Regions from separate parts of the Astyanax mexicanus genome. Here region 1 is linked to region 2. The links are chromatin contacts, called in public Hi-C maps. All regions are on one chromosome and are shown on one strand. The core of a region is the stretch at or near the end of the contact, and the rest is flanking DNA. Distances in the headings are between cores, read along the strand shown. Region 1 holds the start of canx (calnexin). Region 2 holds the start of sqstm1 (sequestosome 1).

Region 1 (6,976 bases), core at 1,174-3,673, 230 kb before region 2:
TTAAGCTGTAAAATAGGTAATGCAATGAATGATAAGACGGCTAGTGCACTGATCTGACCTAGTTTGGCAAGATATCAACAGTTGTGAATCTAAAAATGTCTGTTGGAGATTGTCCTTCCCTTGTTTCTGTGCTCTCTTGTGTCTTGCGTCTAATATTAAAGTAGAGGATCACTTTAAATCTGATGCTCAGAGGTTAAAGTAGTTTTAAAAAGTAATGAAAGTCTATGTAGGCAAAAGTCTGTGACACAGCCTGCTATTGTGTTTGCATGGAAGCTCTAGTGGAAAACCAGCTAAATAAACAGACTTCAGGCACCAAACATGTCTTAACAGGTGGTATGACACCACACACACAAAAACAAACATGGCAGGGGTCTGGGGTATTGAAAGATAGTTTAGCCTAAAATGATACAAATGATCCTAACTCGTATCACTAACTCGTAAAGTGTTTCTTGTTAAAACTCATTTCAGATAATGGACATAACATTGTACTCTTAAAAATGTCATCAGCTCTCCAGCCATTCTGACTGCATTTTTATTTAATTTTACCAAGACGACAACATAATTCTACAATTTAATTATACTGTAATGATTTACATGGAATTTCATGCTCTCTTATCTACATTTCTCTCTACAGATTAACTAGATAAAACTCCACATACATACATCTAATTACGTTTTACTGATAGACACTGTAATTCCAGATATCTCCACTGTAATTCTGGGTAAATAAGTACAAATCCACATAATCTGGACCCTTTATGGCTTGAATGGTTAATACCATATTTTTAATGTATTAATTAATTTTATTTTTAATATAAAATGTTACAAGGTATGTATATGTCCAATACAATGAGGCATAAAAAATGAACTATATGTGCAATAATTTGTAACAAAGTATATTTGGTTGTTTATATTCTAAATATATTTTCACATTTTTGTTGTAAGCTTGCTGAATTTAGTTCTGAAAAAGTTCTGATGGAGAACAATCCCACACAGTGTTTTTTTTTCTTCCAAAAATATTTTTTATAATTCTCGCCACAGCCTGTAAGCCTTAATTAAATTGGGGCTAGTATGGGGTGTGCGTTAGTGCTGGTCAGTTTGGAGGTTGTGGAAGCAGAAAAAGCTGACAATTATTACTGAAGTTATTCTGTAACGACCCACAAGCAGTGAGAAGAGACCAGCATTGTCCTGGTTTCCTGTGTCCTGAGTCACGACTCCTTCATGTGAGGACAAACTCTTAAGAGCTATGGACCATTAACTAACTAACACAGATAAGACCCTCATATTACTCGACTTCAGCTGTCACAGCCTGTTTACCCTTTTGGAGTCCTGTATCTGGAAGTTTCCATGTCTGAACAGAGAGCTGGGCTACACAGCTCAATATGACTAACGTTAGCTAGCGGTGGTTACTTGTGCCACACCGGTTGGGCTGGTTTAACCCCTGGTTTCCAGTCTAACGTTATACCCCCACTTTTAACCTGCTAGTGTCTCAGCTAGCGTTAGTCCAGCCGCAGCTCCGAGCAGGGGACAGGGGCCGTTTAATTAGACCACGAATATCGAGTAATATCAAGTAAAAATAAACAATTATTCGCGGTGTAAACTCGCTTTAATGACTAATGTTACTAATCTATTTGCAGCTACAACTGATTCAACGTGTTAACATTAGGTTAGCCCTCCCCCAAATTAACGTTAATACGGAGATTACAGACCACAACACGCAGGTTTAAAACATTTCATGACTCCACAGAATTCACTCTGCATGATTTTTATAAAACTGAGTTTTGCTCTTGAAACGCGTAATTTACACATTTTAACATGACAGTTGTACGGCTAGCAGAGCAAGCTAACCAGCTCGCTAACCTAGGTTAGCTAGTAATGATGGAAAGTCCGACTCTCCGAACTGACCAAACCGATTCTCTCAAACAAATCCGATTATGAACCGATACAAATACATTCAAATAGGAATAACAGTTATTTATACATAAAATAACCTACACCTCTTTTAAGCTGAATTAAGAACTATTAGTTACAACTATTCTGACATTTAAGGATAGCTAGAAACGTTCCGCGTATTTACTAAAAAAAAAAGATTCAGATTTGAGCAAGCATCGGTTTAACCAATTGACTAAAGTGAATCAGTTCAAATGAACCGATTCACCCACGTCCCGGCCTCAGAGCCACGCAGATCCTCAAACTCGCCCCCGGTAAACTCGCTATCTGCTCACTAAAGCTAATAATCAGAACACACACAGAACCCGAAGCTGCAAATAAAACACAATAGCTAACAGCGCGTCTGCGCAGCTACAGCTATACACTGTAATTCTGAGCGCTGGAGTTTCACTTACCGCTGCTCTCATGTAGCACACCGCCTGCAACTACAGCGTATCACGTGTGGCTACGGAGAATGATGGCCGTTATTGTAGGGCCACCCTCACGCCCTCTCTGATTGGCTAACGTGTCCCGTTTGAACACGCCCCCGCGGAATTATCAAATACCGATTGGCTGCATTTTACGCCAATTAACACAAGGCGGCTCCACCTCCGACCTGAACCTCGTGGACAGCTCTGATTGGGTTTCCACTACGGGGAAGTGCATGCTGATTGGACAGTGGACGGGAGGAGACGCGGAGGGCTGTGAATCTCTCTGAATGAAAGTCTTTTTAATAGAGTTTAATAGAGAAACACGTTTCCCTAAATGACCTTCAGCTATCAAATGCTATCAAAAAAATACATTATAAAGAGCTGAGTAGTACTTTTTATTGTGTTCAGACGCTGAATTCTGCTACAGCTAATCCTGACTGTCACTTTTTTTTTTAGATTTTTTTAGATCCTAGATCTTCCTGTTTAGAAAACACTTAAAGCAGCAGTGCAGATAACCAAAGGTGTAAAAAAATATTTTATTTCTTTTTCAGGTAGAAGTATAGATACCCTGGTTTAAAAAACTTCTGTAGATGTTGAGGTATCAACTTAAGCTTTTTACTCAAGTAAAAATGTGAAAGTACTGGTTTCAAAACTACTATAAAAGTAAAAGTAATGTAATGGCCATTAAAGGAAATTAACTTGGGGTGTAGTGAAACTTGATAATTGGTACAAATGTTTTTATTAGGGCATAGCATTGTCCATGCAAAGAAATAACTTTTACCACCATAAACAAGGCTTTACTATTAACATTAACACCACTAACGGTGGTGTTAAAGTTTAAACGTCAGGGCCCCCGGAATTCTGCCAATGAAGTGTGGAGCCATTTTGAGCTTGTTAATGGTGTGAAAATAATTTATTTGCATGGGTAATGCTATGCCCCTATCACTAGCACTGGCATTAGCATCGGCTAAAAAGGCTGTATTTCGCAATGCTGGGGGTGAGCAGAGACCCATTTCCTATAGTGCACTACCCCACCTCCCCCCCAAAAAAGCTAAAAGCCATATCGACTATATAGATATATTAAAATGTTAATGTTGAAAATTTTGTAATGAACTAGGCTACCTGTGTTTCAGCCACATATACCGTATATACTTAAAAATTGCTCAAGTTTTCTTGAGTCTTTGCCACGGATCGTCTTCATACTAGGCTACATATGCCTGCTATGTTCTTGCTGGAGTGTGGGCGTGATGTAATGTCACGTATAAACCAATAGGGAGTCGGAATGATATATGTTTATACTTCAAGTCCAAGAAATGTATACTTAAGTAAGGTAACAAAGTATTTGTACTTCCTTACTTGACACCTCTGTAGATACATACACAGTTACATACTGTTTGACTAGCCAACCTTTACCACTGCTGTGACAATGGGGTTGATGGTTTATTAATGCTTGAAATTGAATGGCTGCTGGTGAAGAATCAGAATCAACATTTAGTGCAGTCCAGTTCAGTGCAGTTTGTTTTTTTACTAAAGTAATTTAACTGTAATAAACAGCTCATATCATATCAGGTTAAAAAAGAACCCAGAAAACATGCCTATGTGGGGCCTGTATGGGTAGCCCAACTATGAAACAGAAATTTTTGTATGAGTTCTAAAAAGTCTATTTTAAGATCAGTTTTTGTTGGTGAATTTTGTTGAAAAGATTGTCATCCATGTGAAAACTAACCATATGATGGTATGCCAACTGATTATCCCCTGCTACATATTTCAGCTCAAGACCAGTTAGTCATTCAGAAAAAAACAAGCCCTATGCTGGTTGGGTAGCTTGTTAACTAGCCTTTGACCTGCACAGGGCATGCTTTTTTCTGGATGACCAACTGGTCTTGAGCTGGGATCTTTAGCAGATTAATGGTTGACCAGTGTGGTTGACCAGAGTTCACTTTAAAATGTTAGTTTTATATTATTATTATTAAAAACACAGCTACACTTCCAAACGTGAGTATACTATTAACCACTATTATACTTAGTATTAGTTATCCAAATTTCACCATTTTAGCCACAGCAAACAAACCTACTTTTTCCTTTATTCTGTGTAAGCGGACTACAGGATTACATTTACATTACACTGTTACTCAACAAGAGCTTAACAATAGCAAAAGGGAGATTTTGCATCACGACAAAGCCTCTGTGCATCTGATTAGCATCTTAGATTCTAATAAATACTTTTGCTAGGACAAAGCAATTCACACAGGGCTATTTAGTGCTTTAGGTCACACTTTGATTACTATCCTTTCTTGATTGCAGGTATCCTTCACACTTAACCCAACCTTGGTTTCACCCTGCCCTGTGGGCAGTATCGCTGGTCTACTAGCTAACTGGCTAACTATGCTACCTTTGTGAAGAACACTGAATTTTAGACTGCAAACAGATAATTCAGAAAGAGAATAGAAGAATAACAGACTGAATTATGTAACTTAATAACCAAGTTCTTTAGTATGACTACTAAGAAATGTCTGTTAAACTATTGTGGAGATTTGTAATGGAATGGGAAAGAATCACCAATAAGTGTTATTTTAAGTGCTAGTCTACAAAATAAAACCTGTCACATTAGATTGTGCCTGGTGCTCCTATACATTATGAAAAATCTGCTTATCAGCAACACTGTTTTAACCTTACTAGGTTTTGGTACATGCACAGACTAAGGAGGCATCTATGGAAGTCACCAAGCGTGAAACCCAGGGGGAGGGTACACTAACACTAAACCTAGAAAACCTAAACCAAATTCCACTCCCAATGGAGTCAACACAACACACTGCAGAGACCCCCAACACACTCTTAGAGGAATTCAGTTTCAGCCATATTTAAAACACAACAGGCTTAAAGCTCTTAAAGTGGGAGCAGTCTATGACTATAACACTGAAATGGGCTTTATTATGGAGGCTTGTTTGGCTTATTTCTGACAGCAGTATGACAAAGTTGATTTGAGTGTGTTAAAAGAACCTTACTGTGTAGATTTGTTACTTAAGCCACAGCTATCAGAGTGTATCTGTCCATAAGTGTATTTTAGTACATCAGTATTAAGATCTGTCAACGACTGTTTGTTGACATGAAGTATTTTGGAGTTTTAACTTAACATCTTAAATTTAAGAACTTATTTCAGAATTTCAGTTTCAGAAACCTTATAATAAAACAATGATTTACTATCTACTATCTTAAGATTATTGTTTATTTTCTTATAAATATCTTAAATTAACCACATGCTATCTAAAAATTACTTATTTTCTCAGAATTTTAGCTTTAGATGTAGATGTACTACCTCAAATTTCTGACTTTCCACAGATCTTTAACTTAGTTACCAGAACTGATGACATACTATCTCAAAATAATAACTTTCCTTTGGATTTAGTCATTCATTCATTTCAAGTCATTATTGCAAGATAAAGAGAATTTAAAGTGTGAGAAAATGTCAAGATAATAAGCAATAGTTACAAGATACTTAAGTTAAACATTTAGAAAAAATGTTTTAAATCATAGTTTTGACATAATGCTCCTTTACTTGTCAGTGTTGAGGTTCCCAGACAAATTGAACAAACCTGAAGGAAACTGCAGGGTGCTTTCATAAGACTGACATTTTAAATCATATTTTTAAGACACACATTCACTGACGATAGTATTAAAAAGACCATCCCCTCAAGGTGTTTCAATTTTGGCTTTATTACAATTCACAGATTGAATAGAAGAGAACATCATTAAATATAGTTTATCTAAATGTTACAAAATACAACACAATAGCAATGCATTCCAGTGCATTTTACAATCTTACAAGAGGGTGGGAAAACGATGTCTGTCCGGTAGGTTGGTGTTTGGGGAGTTGGGGGGGTATTTAGAATAATTTGTTTGGCTAGCTGTAATCTCTTCAGCTCCAGGCACCTGTCAGCCACCTCTGTGGCTAAAGCAATGGCCCGACAACCAACTCTTTTGGCACGAGCCCTGCTGAGAGTGAGCAATTGTTTGCATTTCCTTTTAAATGGATATTGCGTGGGTGAACATGCAGGTGTCCTGTTTTGGTATCATCCTTTATTAAATAACAGGCTGAACTCAGAGGAGATGAGGGAAATTGGCTGGAGGATGGCATAAAATTAAAGAATTATTTGGTGTTCAAAGTCTCTTGCAAAGCCAGAAATAAAGAAACAGATACTGACTGATGTTCTGACCTCTGTCCATTCAGGCATGGTTTCGTGTTGATGTTTATCAACCGCAAGAAAGAGGCAGGACTGTTCACAAGGCAGGATTTTTCACTAAATTGAATAACAAAAAGTAAAGATCCAGTGGGAAAATTGCTCCTGGACAGGCTTGTTTTAATCAATATTTCAAAGTCATTTACTTAAAACAAATGTATTTTTATCATAAACATATATTTATTTGGTCTCTATTGTGATTGTGTCTACAAGTTAAAAGTCAACAGATTTTCTATTGTGTTCTAAACATAGGAAATTAGACATCTGATGTTGTGCCAGCATTTTATAGTTGACATCATGACCATATCAGAAACTAATGTGGCATTATGGAGATAAAAGGTTTGTGCCTGACAGTGACGATATATGGCAAAATGTCTG
Region 2 (7,293 bases), core at 595-3,094:
ATGTTGATCTAATACTGAACAAATCACACAGTATTTCACTTTAAACAGGGTGATTGCATCAGCATTGAAAGGTGGATTAAACCAGAATAATCTAGAACAACCAAACCAAACAAGCACAGATCACACAGGCTGGGTTAATGCCAAACCAAATGACTGCTGTTAATACTGGAGGTCTAAGTTAATTAGTGCACATGCCCAAATGTTGGAAAAGCTGTTAAATTACACCATGTTATTAAATCACAACATATTCTAATACATTACACCAGGTTATACCTACAGCTGTCTGTGTCCTGGCCTTGAATACAAAGCAGCAGCGCTGCTGTCATTTTCAGCTTTCTGAAGCTTATAGTGGTTATGACTGTGTGGCTGGAAGATGTGTTCATTCAATAATGTGGTAAACTCTAAGGCCTTAGGTTTGTGGTGTTGTTCATTCCTGTTAAATGTCCTTCTATCTCTGCAAGGGATCTTTGCTTTTTGCTGACGCAGTTTGTTTGGCCAATGCTGTCATGTTTTTCAAGACTGTTTCCCATGAAACATGAAATTAGTTTGTGTCTATTGCCCTTGTAATTCAGACAGACACTAACAATCAGGTGTCCTTAGAAGCTGCTTTAGTATCAGTAGATATCAGTTATATTATCATATTTAAAGATGAATAATTAGTCATATTACAAGTATAACATTTCCATAATGTAATATAGTTACATGTTGTAAATTATTGATGTGAAATGTTTGGCTTGCTGTTTACTTTAGCTACCCCGCCACCACCACCCGCAGCGGCAAGACCCGTAGAATTAGAAGGAAAACGTGGCGACACCCCTGTTTCTCCCTAGTGTTGCATAATGCACCTTATAAAACGGTACGCCTTATGTATGAAAATAGATCAGAAAACAGACGTTCATCAATAGTGCGCCTTGTAATCTGGTGTGCCTTATAGTGCAAATACTGTATTTATAGAGATCTAAAACCAAACATTTCTTAAATAAATATTTATACTTATCAAATGTACATGAATTAGCATTTATACTAGTCAGAAATATTTTTTCCAGGTTTATTTATTATTTTTTTCATGTAATAATGCAGAACAAAATCCAATCCAATCAAATAAGTCTAAGCAAAAATAGAGGGAAAAATACAAAAAAGGTACGCTGAAAAAAAGAATACTAAAAAAAGAAACATAAATAACATAATAGATAGAAAAACACAATCATACAATAAATATTCAACAGTTACTCAGGAATAACAAAGGATTGTAAGGTCCTCACATATACAAAGAACGGTTCCCACATTTTCTTAGGTGCTCAGCGAGCCTCTAATGGTGTACCTGATTTTCTCCATTTTGACACATTAGTAAGAAATAGTTTATGTTATAAGGATATGTTGTGCTGTGACTAGTTAGAATGGTTTTATAAATTAATGGGTCTGATATTATTACTAACAAACATTTTATAGATGAATCTTTAACTCTGAACGATTCTACTAGTAAAAATAGCATTACAGGGTTTTGTAATTTGAAGTGTTGGTAGTAAAATTAGTTTTACTTTAGTTTAACTGATTTTAGGTTAAAAAGGCGCTGTATGCACAGTGACAGAGACATGTCCTCGGTGGTGATATCAGGGGGAAATCCCCGGGTGGAAAGTGCTGTGTCATTCCTCGGCCTTTAACATCCCCCCTGTGCTTGGCCCCGCCCACCCCCCCCCCCCCCACCCCGCGCTGTTGTACTGCCTCTGATCACAATAACACGCCGTGAGCTTTGTCCGCCTGTCAAGAAGCACTTAGCCCCGCCCCCCAGGACCCAGGCCGTGTTTCCGATTGGGCGGCTGGGCGGTATAAAAGCTGCGGCTGAGCGGGAGGGCAGGATCGGAGAGGAGCCGCGGCTGCAGGAGGCGTGACGCTCAGCTGACTGCTGATTTAAAGGGAAGTGAATTTCTGCTGCGCAACAAACCCCACAGCCCGACTTCTTGATCCGCAGCAGTTTGTGTCGCGGGAGAAAAAGACGCGAAAATGTCGATGACCGTCAAAGCTTACCTCCTGGGGAAGGAGGACAGCCACAGGGAGATTCGGCGCTTCGCCGTCGACCAGGACGTGTCGACAAGTTTCGAGTACCTGAGCCGCAAAGTGGTGGATGTTTTTACCAACCTCCGGAATGCCACATTCCAAATGTACTACAAAGGTAAGTTAGGACTTTAATACAGAAATAATCTCTTTAACTAGATAAAGTTATAATAGTGTGGGGTTACACAGGCTGGGCTCCTTCCTCCAGTGTTTGGTTTAATGGGACTTTAACCTGAATGGGTTATTTATTAACCGGCCAACCGAGGCCTTAATACCACCTTATTACACTGTAACTAATTCTTAGTTACTTAGCGAGGTTAGCTAATGGGCATCGTGTAATCTGGTTAAATCTGAGCTATAGCCTCTTTTCACTATTACACTATGACATTATGACTTTGGTCTGGTTATAAAACTATACCTTAAACAAGTTTATTTTGTGTATATATATAACTGAAGTGCCCCCTGCTGTATGTGTATATATATATATATATATATATATATATATATATATATATATATATATATAGTATATATGTAATGACAGTAAGCTATAATTAAGTTTACAGTATAATTATAATGTGTTTTAAGGTTTTTAGATAGCTAATATTCTAACTTCAGTATAAAGAAACAGACAGTAAGCTAGGTTAGCTAGTTCATGTTCATGTTCATCAGCATATTATATCAACACAGGTTCAGCTGCTCAGACTTGTTTTCCTTCATTGTTTCTGGTTGTGTGTCGACTCCACCCTTGTAATGGAAATACACCTAATTAAGCTCAAACAGAGTTTTGTGTTTAAATCTCTAAATGAGATGTTTTACAGCATTTCAGCATATTTTCATGATATATATATACATACATACATTTATACATATATGTACAGTGGCAGTATTTGCCCTCTTACAGATTTCTTTTGAATTTTTGTCATACTTACATTTTTCAGATGATCAAATTTTTATATCAAACAAACTATCCAAACCAATCTAGCCCTTTGTAAAAAAAAGTGTTTGTCCCCCATAAATTAACTGATTAATCACACTTTGGAAAGCTGAGTTCAATTTCACTATCCACAACCAGGCGTGATTATTGCCAGACCTGTAGAATTAAGAACACTGAACCTTCCCAGGAGTGGCCGGCAGACCGAAATTATTGCAAAATGGCATGGACAACTCATCCAGGAGGTCACAAAATAACCTAAAACAACATATAAAGAAGTGCAGGTCTCACTTCCCTCAATTAGATCAGTATTAATGATATAATAATGAGAAAGAGACTGGTCGAAAGTTGTACCCATGGAAGAGTTCCAAGGCAAAATACACTGCTGACCAAAAAGAACAGCCCGTCTCACATTTTTCAAAAAACATCTTGGAGACTTTGGACAAATGTTCTTTGCACTGATGAGACAAAAGTGGAACTTTTTGGAAGGTTTGTATCCCTCTACAAATGGCGTAAAACTAACACATAATTTTAGTAAAAAACATCATCCTGAATGTAAAACATGGTGGTGGTAGTATGATGGTCTGGGGCTGCTTTGCTCCTTCAGAACCCGGAAAACTTGCTGTAACAGATGGAACCAGGAATTCTGTTGTTTACTAGACAGTCCTGAATGAGAATGTACAGCCAACTGTTCATGACCTCAAGCTCAGGCGTACCTTGGTTCTGCAGCAGGACAATAACCTGAAGCACACAAACAAGTCCACCCCTGAAAGTCTCTAAAAAAAACAAAACAAAATGAAGGTTTTGGAGTGGTCTAGTCAATATCTGATTAAGATGCTGTGGCATGATATTATACAGGCTGTTCATGCTCGAAAACCCTCCAATGAGGCTGAATTAAAATAATTTAATTTAATTCAGTCTTTTACACAGAGATGTGAAAGACTCATTGCAAGTTATCAGTAAAGCTTGATTGCAGTTGTTACCGCCAAGGGTAGTGCAACAAAGTTATTAGGCTTAGGGGTAAAAAAAAAATCACGAAAGGCTAAAATGGTTTGAATAGTTTTTTCCTTTAATAAATAAAATTATAATTTAAGTTTTATATTTATTCAGGTAATATTAAAGTTTGTTTAATAATTAGAAAAATATTAGAAACTCATTTCCGCTTTTCTCTTGTCCTTCAGATGAGGATGGTGACATGATTGCCTTCTCCACTGATGATGAGCTCATGATGGGATTGACTCTGGTGAAGGAAGACACCTTCCGTCTCTTCATTAAGGGTAAGTTGCATAAGAATGCAAACGGTTGTTTGTGAATCTTACATAAAGATTTTATTAAGAACATTTTGGCAAACATTCAGTGTGAGAATCTGTGGAAATGCTTGATATCATCTGATCAGACCTAAAACCTAAAGCATAAAACCAGTTTTAATCCTTTTTTCACAGTTAATAACCTTCTTAATAATAACCTGTTTTTTTTTTTGTTTTTTTGTTTTTTCAGAAAAAAAGGAGCACAAGCGTGACTTCTCTCCACATGGGTTTCCAGGGTTTTCCTTTGGCCATCCTCCAGGACCACATCACATGGGGCCACCTGGGCACCATCATGGTGGACATCATGGCGAACATCATGGGGGACATCATGGAGGACATCACGGAGGACATCATGGTGGGCCCCATGGACCACCTCCAAATGGACCACCTCCACATATGGGCCCACCTCCACACCAAGCTCCCCCCATGATTCACCCTGGTGTGACCTGTGATGGATGTGAGGGCCAAGTGGCTGGAACTCGCTTCAAGTGCACTTTGTGCCCAGATTATGACCTTTGCTCCACCTGCCAGGCCAAGGGCCTCCACAAGGAACATCCTCTCCTGCCCATTTTCCATCCCATGGCCAACATGTTTGAGGTAACCTTACATTTAAGGAGATACTTTTTATTGGCAGTTGGTTGGTTGTTTTTTCCCTCTACTTATCTGTTTATTAAAAACTCAACAACTCCTTTTTCTCACTCAGTGGTTCCCACGTGGTGGGAAGTTTTGGCGCAAGATGAGGCACTGCATGTGGGCTGGTGCTCAGGCCCAGGCCCAGGCCCAGGCTCAAAACCAGAACCAAAACCAGCCTCAACCAGGTCCATCTGGAACTCAGCCCAGCTCCCAGGAGGAAAACATGCAGGATGACCAGGCCCAAAATGGTAAGTTAATGTTAGACAAAAAGCACCTTTTCAACAACTAAACTTGTTGAAAATGTGAGCTCTCTCTCAAGACTTATCCCAATGTATTTCATTATCTGACTGGTGAGCTTTACCCGGAATAACTGATCCACTTACAATAAGAAGCTAGGTCAGGTCTGTCACGGTTCTAGGGCTGCACAAGTTTGGAAATTATCATTCCAGTTGTTTTATTTTATTACTAAAATACAGGAATTATCAGCAGAGGTACATAATCCAACATGTCAGGATATTAATAATGCACTCTGTATCAAAAGACTGCAGACTGGGCAGAGACAATCTGTTTCTGGTAGATTTATCATAGATAGTAAGAAGAGTATGGATTTATTTTTGTATTAAGTAGCAAAAATGTTGTAACAGTTCATTTAATTTGCCTTAAATATATTGCAGGTCATGTGATGTAAATATTGCACTTGCTTTCATTGCACTGATGATGCTGAAAATATATATTGCGCAGCCCTAGATTGATCTTTTATTAACTCCTCCTTTAACCACTTCTTTTCATATATAGGAGCTCCTAACTCTGCCCAGGCCAACATGGAGTACCTTAAGAACATTGGCGAGGGTGTAGCTGCTATGCTAAGTCCCCTTGGTAGGTGCTCAATTAACCATACTGTCTCTGCATATATTGTGTCTTCTAAAGCGAACTTATTCTAATAGGATAAACCTCAGAGCCCAGTGGGTCACCTGTACATTTGTTTAACAAATAAACTCATGTCTCCACAGGTATAGATGTGGACATTGATGTGGAACATGATGGGAGAAGGGCCAAAGTGACACCGACTCCTCCTGCTACAAGCGGTCCTTCAAGTGGCCGAAGTGATGGTGGTTCAGGAGGTCTCCTTTCCAGGGGTGCAGATGGGGGTCCGATGAGTTCTTTTAGCACAGGCAGCACCACTGAGGGGGGGAAGGTAAATAAACGTAACATGTACACAGTTTGCCAGTGTGTGAAGATGGATAGATGAATTAATAGATGGCATAAATGTTTGCATTGTTTAGATAACTGTTACTAATAATGGAATAATCTCTATTCTGTTGCTTTCACAGGAGCAGAGTAATGATGAGGAATGGACTCATCTGAGCTCAAAGGAAGTTGATCCATCTACAGGAGAGCTGCAATCACTCAGAATGGAGGTGGATAGCCAGGGAGTGGTGGAGGATCCCCCTGCCCCTCTCAGCACCAACTCCACCACTAACCAAGGTCCCACTGGTCTGCGTGAAGCTGCCCTCTACCCACACCTGCCCCAAGGTATGGTACAAAAAGCTGATTAGGCACTAAAAGTTACATGTAGTTCTAGTACAGAATGTTTTGGCACGGATTAGATAAACACTCTAAATACAGATCGGATTACACAAACACTTCATAAGGTGGATTTAAGCTAAATTGTAGAAGTGCACACACATGCACCACCACGCATTCGACTTACAAACTGCAGCCTGGTCTAATTTAGTAGTAATTTAGTTACTACTACTAATTTAGACCGGGCTACTAATTTAGTAGTAGCCCGGTCTAATTTAGTAGTAATTTAGTAACTTCAAGATTTGCAAATTCCCAACAATCTCATCAATCAGATTTCAGTCTGACCAACACATTTGAAAACCAAGTGTTAAATGCATAGGGTTGAAATCTCATCAGTAACCACATTCCAGGTGCATGAACTGGCCCGGTGTAAACAGTGTATCTATGATGCTTTTGATTGAAAATCGAACCCAGCATCACATTTCAAACCTTACCCACAGTCTACTCTGCCCTCTACTCTTCCCTTTTAGATGCAGACCCTCGGCTGGTGGAGTCCCTGTCCCAGATGCTATCCATGGGCTTCACAGACGAAGGTGGCTGGCTGACCAGGCTGCTCCACACTAAGAACTACGACATTGGTTCAGCCCTGGATACCATCCAGTACTCCAAACCACCTGGTCCACGAAAATGAAGGGCAGCAACAGCTCCGTAAAATAGGGGTTATAGTAACTGAATCATTTTGAAGACCCCATGCTAGCACTATTGCAATCTCTACCAACTCTGCCTTTCCTACATAACTGATTCCTTTTATAATGTTGACAATAGAAATTACTCAGGCATTTT

The links. Hi-C and Micro-C count contacts between places; a contact is called where the count stands out from the background.
Region 1: a Hi-C map of muscle shows a contact between it and region 2, with 5 times the contacts expected there. The contact joins the promoter of canx here to the promoter of sqstm1 in region 2. A contact is called at or near these places in 2 of 3 Hi-C or Micro-C datasets (both in muscle).

Annotation. Positions count from the first base shown.
Region 1 is chr10:18,203,722-18,210,697 of AstMex3_surface, reverse strand. canx (calnexin) reads right to left here and starts at 2,423. Exons shown (of 15, transcript XM_015603429.3): 1 at 2,346-2,423. The coding sequence starts at 2,357. It overlaps mgat4b (alpha-1,3-mannosyl-glycoprotein 4-beta-N-acetylglucosaminyltransferase B), which reads right to left. Exons shown (of 15, transcript XM_049484199.1): 15 at 6,051-6,976.
Region 2 is chr10:17,975,737-17,983,029 of AstMex3_surface, reverse strand. sqstm1 (sequestosome 1) reads left to right here and starts at 1,844. Exons shown (of 7, transcript XM_049484198.1): 1 at 1,844-2,170; 2 at 4,168-4,263; 3 at 4,484-4,890; 4 at 4,997-5,174; 5 at 5,937-6,121; 6 at 6,258-6,459; 7 at 6,981-7,293. The coding sequence starts at 2,002. The coding sequence ends at 7,141.